Regions from separate parts of the Ovis aries genome. Here region 2 is linked to region 1. Evidence: chromatin contacts called from public Hi-C data. All regions are on one chromosome and are shown on one strand. Each heading gives the region's core, a stretch centred on a gene start, on an enhancer-like site or on the middle of the called end of the contact. The rest is flanking DNA. Distances are from core to core; before and after follow the strand shown.

Region 1 (4,624 bases), core at 1,440-3,939:
GGGGGCTGGTCCACAGGGTCGCAAATGTCGGCTGTGACTAAGCACATATGCATGATCCTCTTAGATTATTAAAATACATGTGCTTTGTTGTTTTTTAACCATTACTTTCTGTTTTTATACTTGATTTATAGAAGAATTAGAGGAGACAGCGTGGGAAAGGAATATGTTAAGCTTCTGGAAAAATTAATGGCAGTTGAAGAATCATCCTCTTCCTGGTTGAGTGGAACAAGTCGCCGTTGTTTCAACTTGTCCTGCCCACCACCGATGAGTGAATGGGAAGACTGGGAATTTGGTAACACCACTTTCAGGGAAAAACAAGTATCATAAAAATACTCAGGAACCTCGATTTCCCCTCACCTTTCCCTCTGCCCTCGAGGAGCTCGTTAAAACTAAGATGGCATTAGGTGACTTCTCCCAAGAGCACTGTCAAAGCTTTGACAGAGCATTGCTGAATCTTCCGGAAAGACGGGCAGAAAGCTAAAGTCAGTGAGTAGATTGAAAATAGCTGCTTTCATTCTTAAAAATACTTGCTTATATATGTCATCAATAACAAAGAATTTTAATACTGTTGAAAAGATTTTTATCACATTCTAGCAAAATTTTTAAAAAGGGTAGTGTTAAAACATTCTGACCCTTTAAAAAAATATGCTTAAATACACATCAAAGCTGTGGATGGACTAAAAAATTAACTTCTAAAAAAGGATGTGGTCATAATAAAAAAAAAAAGAACATTTTTATACATAGGATTTTATTTTGCACTGCTATAACAATTTCATTATAGACCAAGGGAGATAAAAGAAAAAGGGTAAAACCACCACACTGAGTAAATTACTAAAGCTTTTCTACATTTAACAGGATTTTCCATCCGGTAGATTTATTGTCATATCCCCTTCAAAACAGACAAGATGCTTACCATATTTTAAAGATTATAGGTTGCCACTGAAAGAAAAATTTTACACATTTCACTGTACATCAAGGTTGAAAAACTGTCCTGCATGAAAAATATACTTAGAAATCATGTGAATAAAAGGGAAAGAAAACATTATTGTTGAAAGAAAGGGTAAAGCCCTCGCAGCGTGCCACCTGCACACGGACACTCGTTCCTCCTGCAGCCGCTCAGGGAGGAGCCCTTGCTTCTGCGCAGCTCTCTCGTCATGCTGTGTTCCTACCCAATGGGGTGCATTAAGGCAAACAAATCCTTCTCTGAAGAGGTCTTACAGAAACTGTGGACAAATAGCAAACTTTTGGCATTAAAACAGGTTAACACATACACAGCCTTTAGTAATAATGTACATTTAAGCATATTTCTCTTGGACTAGTGACAAGGAAAAATGAACATGCTTGTTAACAATGTCAAAAAGTTTTAAAATTCGGTGTCCAAGCAATTCCTAACGATGCTTCTGTAGCTTTAAGCTCTAAACAGTATAGAATTTATGCAAATGCATTAAAGAATTCAAGCTTGGCAAATTACACCCAAGCAGGTTATTAAACTATATATACAGAAAGTAAATGATAAATACAGAATTAAAAGAGTCCTTCTGTTTTCCTTAGAGCCTTGAAAATTGACAAACTTTTGAGGACAGTTCTATAATATTAAACATTAGGTAACCACGCGTGTGGGGAAACCTAACTCCACAAACTGATTTAAAATACTCAGGATGACTCTGTAGTGTTTCATACAATTCAGTTTGTAGGTAGGGGCACGAGACAACATTTAACAAAAATAATCACATCAATTGACCTAGAAATCAAATGCAAATAGATATGAATACAATCTCCAAAATCTGTCTTTTTTAAGTGAACATTAACCATTTATTCAAAGTTATACAAGAATCTGAAGGATTAAAGTCTTCTGTGACATAAAGCCATTTCAAACAGTTTCATGTCTCAGCTGAGCAGGAGGAGAGGGTGAAAGGATAGGTGAGCAGCCCCTTTTGGGCAGCAAGACCGTACAAACAGACTCAACAGCAGCCTCCGCCGGCCTGCTGTCCTCCCTGACTGCCTGCGTGTGTGGCATTGGTAGCAGCATGCTGAGGGCCAATTTTAATGCCATTTGCCTGCAATAAAAGAGAAAAGGATAATATACAGGTCAAGTTTAAGAAATCCTTTGGTTTCTTAATTGTACAATATTACCAACAACTAAAATATATTTTTAAAACACATCTATTAAGCAAATTTTTGGCAACAATTAAGACAGTATCTCTTAGGGAATGTTTCTTTCTTTTAAAGTAATACTGTGGAAATATTCCTGAAGACTATTCCTTATCACGGTCAGGTACTAGGTTAACAGAAACCGGAGTGCTGCTTTTAAGGGAATTCGCACAATGGAGAGGCTGTTTAAAACAAAAGCATTAAAGGAGGAAAATGTGCAAATCTTAGGCCGCTCCCACACAGCGGACAACCTTTCCTCTAGACAGCGTTTCTGCTCCATGTTGAATCAGCTGTACAGGCTAAGGGCATATGAGTGTTCTGTGTCATCAATAATTTCTATGATCCCCAAAGACATGGCAGCTTGCCAGGAACCCACACACAGAGTGGTTCTTTCATTCATCAAACTCACACTTATGTCTTAACCCTCACTCCCTCAAGTGGATTTTACCTAAAAATACAACGCACGGAGAAAAGTAATACAGTAGCTTCAGAAATTAAGCTCTTAAGGAAACTTGACGTCACAGTAAATCTCAGATTTATAGTGCTTGGCAGTTGTTCTGCAACAGTAGTAGCCTTGGGGTTTCTGGCACTGGCTCAGTATTGACAGCAGCTGATGTGGTTTCTTTTCGCTCTTTTGACTCCTCTTTAATAAAAAGCATGCCCTATGGCTCATTGGTTTTGCCCCCTCTGGGCTGGTAGCAACTTCTTGAGGAATCAAGGAGTCAGACTTGGCAGTAGGCCAGATAAATCGCACGGCCTGCTGGCTCCTGACAGCACGTTACAATCAAAGCCGCACCAGGCACAGTAAAGCAGTCAGCTACTATATGAAACCAGACAGACACAATGAACGTGCCCTTTTGCATAGAGGTCCAATTACTGTTCAATTTATACGGCATTAGTCTCTGAATGGTGTCACCGCGAAATTAACTCAAGATCTACTGCCATAGAAACTTTATCACTACAGATTAAACTTTATCACTACAGATTAAAAGAAATCGAAAAATCAAGTACTTTTTGGAAACCTTGGGTGAACTGTTGCTTGTGTTAGCAAAGAACACTGAGGCAAATAAAAAGAGCCTCTTGCGTCCTGGCCAAGAGAGACACACATATAATGTCCTCCCAACACAGGGCCTTCCTCACTGCACCTGGGGGAGGTAGAAAGGGTTTTCTCTCGGAAACAAGAAAACCTAACATGGACTGGCAAAAACATTTATGTAAAAGTAAATAATATACCCTGTTCACATAAAAATTCTAAAACAAGGATAAATGCATAGTGGGGATTTAGGTCAAAATAATGGCTTTTGGTAAACACTCTGAATTATTTGCTTCAAACTTTTAATATTTTATCCTAATCATCTTGATCAAATCTGGCTCAGAATAATTTTACAAAAAGAGAGAAAAGAAAAGCTACCCACAAAAACGAAACAACCAGCACCAACTGCCAATTACATGTATTAACTTGGTCTCCTGAAAACACGCTATGCTGAACTGGGAGTAATTTCCAAATTGGGCATTTCCCTCTTCCGCACCAGACAACAGGGGGAGCATCCTGCACTAGGAACACTGCACATGCACACTTACACACTAGGAAATTATTCCCCAAGGCAGGCGACACCATATGGATGTGTGGATCAAAGTGGATTTTCTTCTCTTTGGAGGATTTCTATTATTTTGCACTGCTTGCAATAAATGGATAGGGTCACTTACTTTAATCTGTTTTCATAGATAAACTGATGCTTTACAAAACATAAAGATTCAGCTATTAAACAACACATAACAAACTTTCAATTACATGATTATAAACTAATGTTTAACTGACAGCATAGATCCATTTTAGGAATTTTTAAAAATATAAATTCTTGACTCCAAGTAATTAAAATTCAATTATAGATTATTAGCCAATTATATGTTTATACCTCATTATTAATGTCAAAGACTCCTTCTTGGATTTTTTCATAAATTTCTTTTGCTGTATTAATAAATGCCTGAAATATAAGATAGAGAAGTTAATTTATTTAAAACCACATAGTAAAAGAACATTATATAAAAAGGTCTATAAAATATCATAATGTTCAACATAAGAAAATCAACCAATGTAACACATCATATTAATAAAGGATAAAAATCATATGGTTGTTTTAATAGATGCAAAAAAAGCATTTGACAAAATCCAACACCTTTTCACAATAAAAGCATTCAACAAACTAGATATTGAAGGGGACTTCCTCAACCCGATAAGCCATATCTAAGAAAACCCAGAGCCAGTATCAGACCCAATGGTGACGTGTGAAAGCCTTGCCTAAGATTCAGAACAAGATGAAGATGTGTGGGAACTAACACAATCAGTCATAAAGTAGAAACAACACACCTGTTCACCAGCTGGTGAATGAAAACCAAAATGTGGTGCAACTCATACAATGGAATAATATTCAGCCCTAAAAATATAAAGCACTGATTCATGAGACAAGGTGGA
Region 2 (4,624 bases), core at 1,345-3,844, 380 kb before region 1:
TCAGTAGAGGAAAAAACCCAGGAAACAAATGATTGTATTAGATAGGAACCAGAAAGCCACGGGCTTCCCCGGTGGCTCAGTGGTAGAGAAACCGCCTGCCAATGCAGAAGATGCGAGTTCAGTCTCTGGTCGGGAAGATGCCTTAGAGGAGGGCATAGCAACCCACTCCAGTCTTCTTGCCTGGCAAATTCCATGGGCAGAGGAGTCTGGTGTGCTGCAGCCCACGGGGTTGCAGAGTCGGCATGACTTAGAAACCAACCAACAGCAACAAAGACAGCCATAGTGCTAAGGGGGAGAGACCAACCTACAAAAAGGTGACTCCAGGCCACAGCGCCCAGACAGTGTGCTGGTTGGTTGGTAAAGCCCTGGGGAACTCGCCCGAAAACAGGACCGTTGCCACAGTGATATAACTTCGACAAAATCAATCCTAATGGCAAGATTATCAACACCACATGAAATGCACGGTCAGGATATTTATTGATAGAAGAGTTTTCCTTCAGTCACCAGATGAAGCAAAGATGATTCCACCCTGAAGGTTAATGACCTGACCAAAGAGTCTGAGTTTTTCCTCTGAGTAGCAAGAAGGAAGGCTCTCTGGCCCTGGGTTCTTTAAAACTGAGATTTTCTGCACTAAACACAAGCTCAATAACAAACCCTTGTAGCACCATTCTGTCTGCCTTTCTTGAACCAAATGAAAGCTGTCATTTAGTTTTGACTCTTGCTTGCAAGATGAAGTGGTCTCACGGTCTCCAGAGATTTGTAACCTCACACGTGCAGAAGGACTATAAATTATGTGCTTTTGTTCCCAACCTGGCAACTTCTTCCTTACACTTTTTTCCTGTACAAACATCTGAAGAAAGTACTCAGAAACTGGGGGTAACAGTGCTGTAGGGAGAGAGGCTTCCTTTTAAGGAGAGGGAGGAAGAAACACTTTAGAGGATGAGAAAAAAAACACTCTGAACCATGGGGCTTGGTGAAGTGAGCTTAACTTTTAAGAGGTGGTTCTGGGGTCTCATTTGAATTTACTGTTGTTGCTGTTTAGTCGCTAAGTTGTATCCGAACCTTTGCGACCCCATGCTCTTCTGTCCATGGACACTCCAGGCAGAAATGCTGGAGTGGGTTGCCATTTCCTTCTCTAGGGGATCTTCCTGACTCGGGGATCAAACCCTTGTCTCCTGCATTGGCAGGCAGATTCTTTGCCAATGAGCCACCATTTGAATTTATTAATAATAGTGAAAATCTTCCCAAGAAAACACAAAAATAGACCATCTCAAACTCAGCAAAAAACCCCAAACACCATCTGTTGCTGCAATGAACCATTTGACTGGGAGAGGAGCTGGCTGACAAATAGAAGTTCGCACATAAATATCCACTCTGTGTCCTCTGCCTGGGACCCTTGCTGGGATGCTCAGATTACTATGTTCTTTAAGAAAAAGTGTGAAAGCATGTACGTGACACATTTATGTAGCTTTGGAGAAGCAGCTTAGATTAAGAAAAGGTGTCAAAGAAGTTTGAAGTAAGGAATTTTTTTTCTTTTCATTTTTTAATTTTATATTGGAGTATAGCACATTAACAATGTTGTGATGGTTTCAGGTGAACAGGGAAGGGACTCAGCCATACGTATACATGTATCCATTCTCCCCCAAACTCCCCTCCCATCCAGGCTGCCACAAAACCCTGAGCAGAGTTCCTTGTGCTCTACAGTAAGGTCTTTGTCGGTTATTCATTTTAAATATAGCAGTGTGTCCATGACCATCTCAAACTGCCTAACTATCCCTTCCTCCCATATTCCCCCACCCTCCCAGCCCTGGCAACCATTAGTTCATTTTCTAAGTCTGTGAGTCTCTTTCTCTCGCGTAAGTTCAAATGTAACATTTTTTAGATTCCATATATATACATATATATATAAGGAGTGTCACATGGTATTTCTCCTTCTCTGTCTGACTTATGAAGTGAGGAATATTTTGATGCTGCTTTGAAGGGATTTCCCTTCTAAAACACACAATCGTCCCTTGATGGTTTTTAACTTGCTAAACAAGATCACTGCATTGAACGTAGTTTAAACCTGTCTCTAAACCAAGGGCTGGTTTGCAGTTGCCCTGACCATGCCAGAATTCAACTCTGTTTCAGAGATGTTAAAAGGGAAAAAAAAATTATCTCGAAATAAAATACTTTTTAAAAACTTAACCCATGGCATGATTGGGCATTGTCTTTATCTGGGAAGTCATGTTCATGACATCAGCAGAGCGTTTGTGCTTCAGTACCCTCTCAAAGCAGTACTAGGCAAGGGCAGAGACTGGTGTTTGGTAATGAAGGAATGGCTTTCCAGATCTGCCTGGTAAACAGCAGTTTGATTAGATCATCTGGCCTTTAATAAAGAAGAATGGGAGCAGCGAAACAGGGACCAGACCAAAACAGAAAACCCTCCTCCAACCTCCACAGCAAATCTCCCTGGGTTGTCCCCGCGACTTCAAGTTGACCCACATCGGCAAAACCCCAGGGAGCAGTTAGCACAGGAGCTGAGAGCTCAGTCCTGCCTGCGATGTTTACAGTGACAAGCGCGATGCGGCCACGCGGCTTTCAGCGCCGGAACCCGCGGCTGTGCCCGAATCGGCCGGTAGATGGCGCACCAGGCCTCCACCTCAGCCGGCCGAGCCGCTTGGGCTGGTGAGGCAAGCAAGGATTTTGATTCCTCAAAAACATAAATTCTACTTGATGAACAATAATAATAAAGGAAATTGACTACTGGGCACCATGGAGATGAATTTTTAAAGCGCCGAACTCCAGTTATTTGAGATTATTTAATTTAATTTACTAAATTTGAATAACTGTGGTGTAATGACGCATGGCAGGGCATTTAGGCTTTATGGCGTCTAAATGCTCCTCTTTAGGGCGATTGCCCGCTTGCTTGATCGCCAGAGAACTCTGTCCCTATCTCCAAACCCTGTAAACAAATTGAGGGAATAATTGCACATTGGGTGAAAGGCAGACGGGTGTGCGAGGCGGGGGAGAGGGAGCCCGGTTACAAAATTTCCCATTTAGGGGCAATGCACCACCTCAAAAGTACTGGAAGTTCAGTGCTAAGGACTTAATCTATGCACAGTAGCGGAGCCTAAGCTAAGTGTTTTCCAGCTGCTTCTTGAAGTAGAATCCTTATCTCTTAAAAAAACAAATAAGATCTCTAAAAATCTTGAATAATCTCTAATCATCTTTATTAAAGATCTTATTTGTTTTATTAAGAGATAAGGATTTTACTTCAATAAGTACCTGGAAAGCACTTAGCTTAGCCTCTGCTGCTTTCACATCTAAATTTTTTAAGTTGGTGGATGTGTGTGTGCTAAGTCATGTCTAACTCTGCGACCCTATGAACTGTAGCCCACCAGGCTCCTCTATCCATAGATATCCAGGCAAGAATATTGGAATGGGTTGCCATGCCCTCCTCTAGGAGGATCTTCCTGACGAACGGATTGAACCCAAGTCCCTTATGTCTCCTGCATTAGCAGGCGGGTTCTTTACCACTAGCGCCACCAGGGAAGCCCAAGGAGGTGAACATACGTCTCTAATACAAATGAGGACTTTGCAAAACTTAGAAATTCTGTTCATCTTCTGATCCACAAAAATTGTCTACAAGCAGATGCAAAAAGTCCTTTTATAAAAACGCAGCCCCCACCTTCCCCTCCGTGTAGCTCCAGCGCACACGTTCTGTGTTTGCACAGATGTGAGCGTGTGTCTGCGTGCACAGGCACAAGTATTGGTTCAGAGCTCTTCGGGTGTGTACACGTCTGTGCAGGGATGCACACGCTGTCTGTGTACCCCTCTCCTCTATTGTTTTCAGCATAACTGATTTTGGCACCAGCTCTTTAGCACTGTGGAAGGGCCTTCATTAGCACTGGGACAGTGTCCAAGAAGAATCCAGAAAAATCAACACATGGCTGCTCTTGTTCTCACGATAAATGACAGCTTTGGTGGAAAACAACAACAGTCAAGAAGCAAAACAAAAACCAAAAAGCAACAAGAGCGGCGATAACATGAATATAAGTCAGACATCATGAACTCAGGTTTTTTAAAAATTAAGTGTGTTTATTTGTTCCATTTTTACAGCTCTCTTCCTTTGCCACTCACCCTCTGGGTACTTTCACACCATTAGAAAATATAAATAATGAAAGTATATTAAGTATCCTAAGGAAAAAACTGAACTGAACTGAGCTGAAGGGAAAAAAAGCCAACAGTCATGTGGTCTTATGTCTGTTTATAGACACAAACATGCTTATTATATTCTTTAAAATGTGTGAAAACATATAAGGGGCACATTTATGTAACCTTACTGTTACGGTGAGGCATAATCTGCTTTACCAGTAAACTGATAAAGTAAACTGTATCAGTCCCCAAATTGAATGCTGCCCTTTGAACCTTTTGTACCAATAATCCACAGTTCTTTGGAAGCAGGATTCTGAAAAGATGAGCCTTTCTTGGAAACTAGATTCTCCCTAATTACCTAAAAGTCTTGCCTCAAAACCATTAACAGGAACTTTTGGGTCATTCAGCTGCCACAAGATTATGTAAAGAAGGCAGTAATTTCTAAACTAGTCAAAAATCCAGTAACAGTGTGTCTGTGTACATGGAT

The links. A called contact is a pair of places that touch in the nucleus more often than the background predicts.
Region 2: a Hi-C map of blood shows a contact between it and region 1, with 3 times the contacts expected there. The contact joins two enhancer-like sites. A contact is called at or near these places in 5 of 16 Hi-C or Micro-C datasets (blood, liver, mixed tissues and 1 more).

The regions. Positions count from the first base shown.
Region 1 is chr9:39,218,471-39,223,094 of ARS-UI_Ramb_v3.0, reverse strand. RAB2A (RAB2A, member RAS oncogene family) reads right to left here. Exons shown (of 9, transcript XM_027972978.3): 8 at 4,068-4,136; 9 at 732-2,057. The coding sequence ends at 1,962. LOC132657172 (a long non-coding RNA gene) reads left to right here. Exons shown (of 4, transcript XR_009594947.1): 2 at 132-486. Among named protein-coding and RNA genes, the nearest start is that of CHD7, 48 kb to the left of the region's middle. Within about 2 kb of position 2,689, at least 4 of the 54 cell types and tissues checked have an H3K27ac peak or open chromatin away from gene starts, as enhancers often do.
Region 2 is chr9:39,602,436-39,607,059 of ARS-UI_Ramb_v3.0, reverse strand. No RefSeq gene overlaps it. Among named protein-coding and RNA genes, the nearest start is that of CLVS1, 190 kb to the left of the region's middle. Within about 2 kb of position 2,594, at least 12 of the 54 cell types and tissues checked have an H3K27ac peak or open chromatin away from gene starts, as enhancers often do.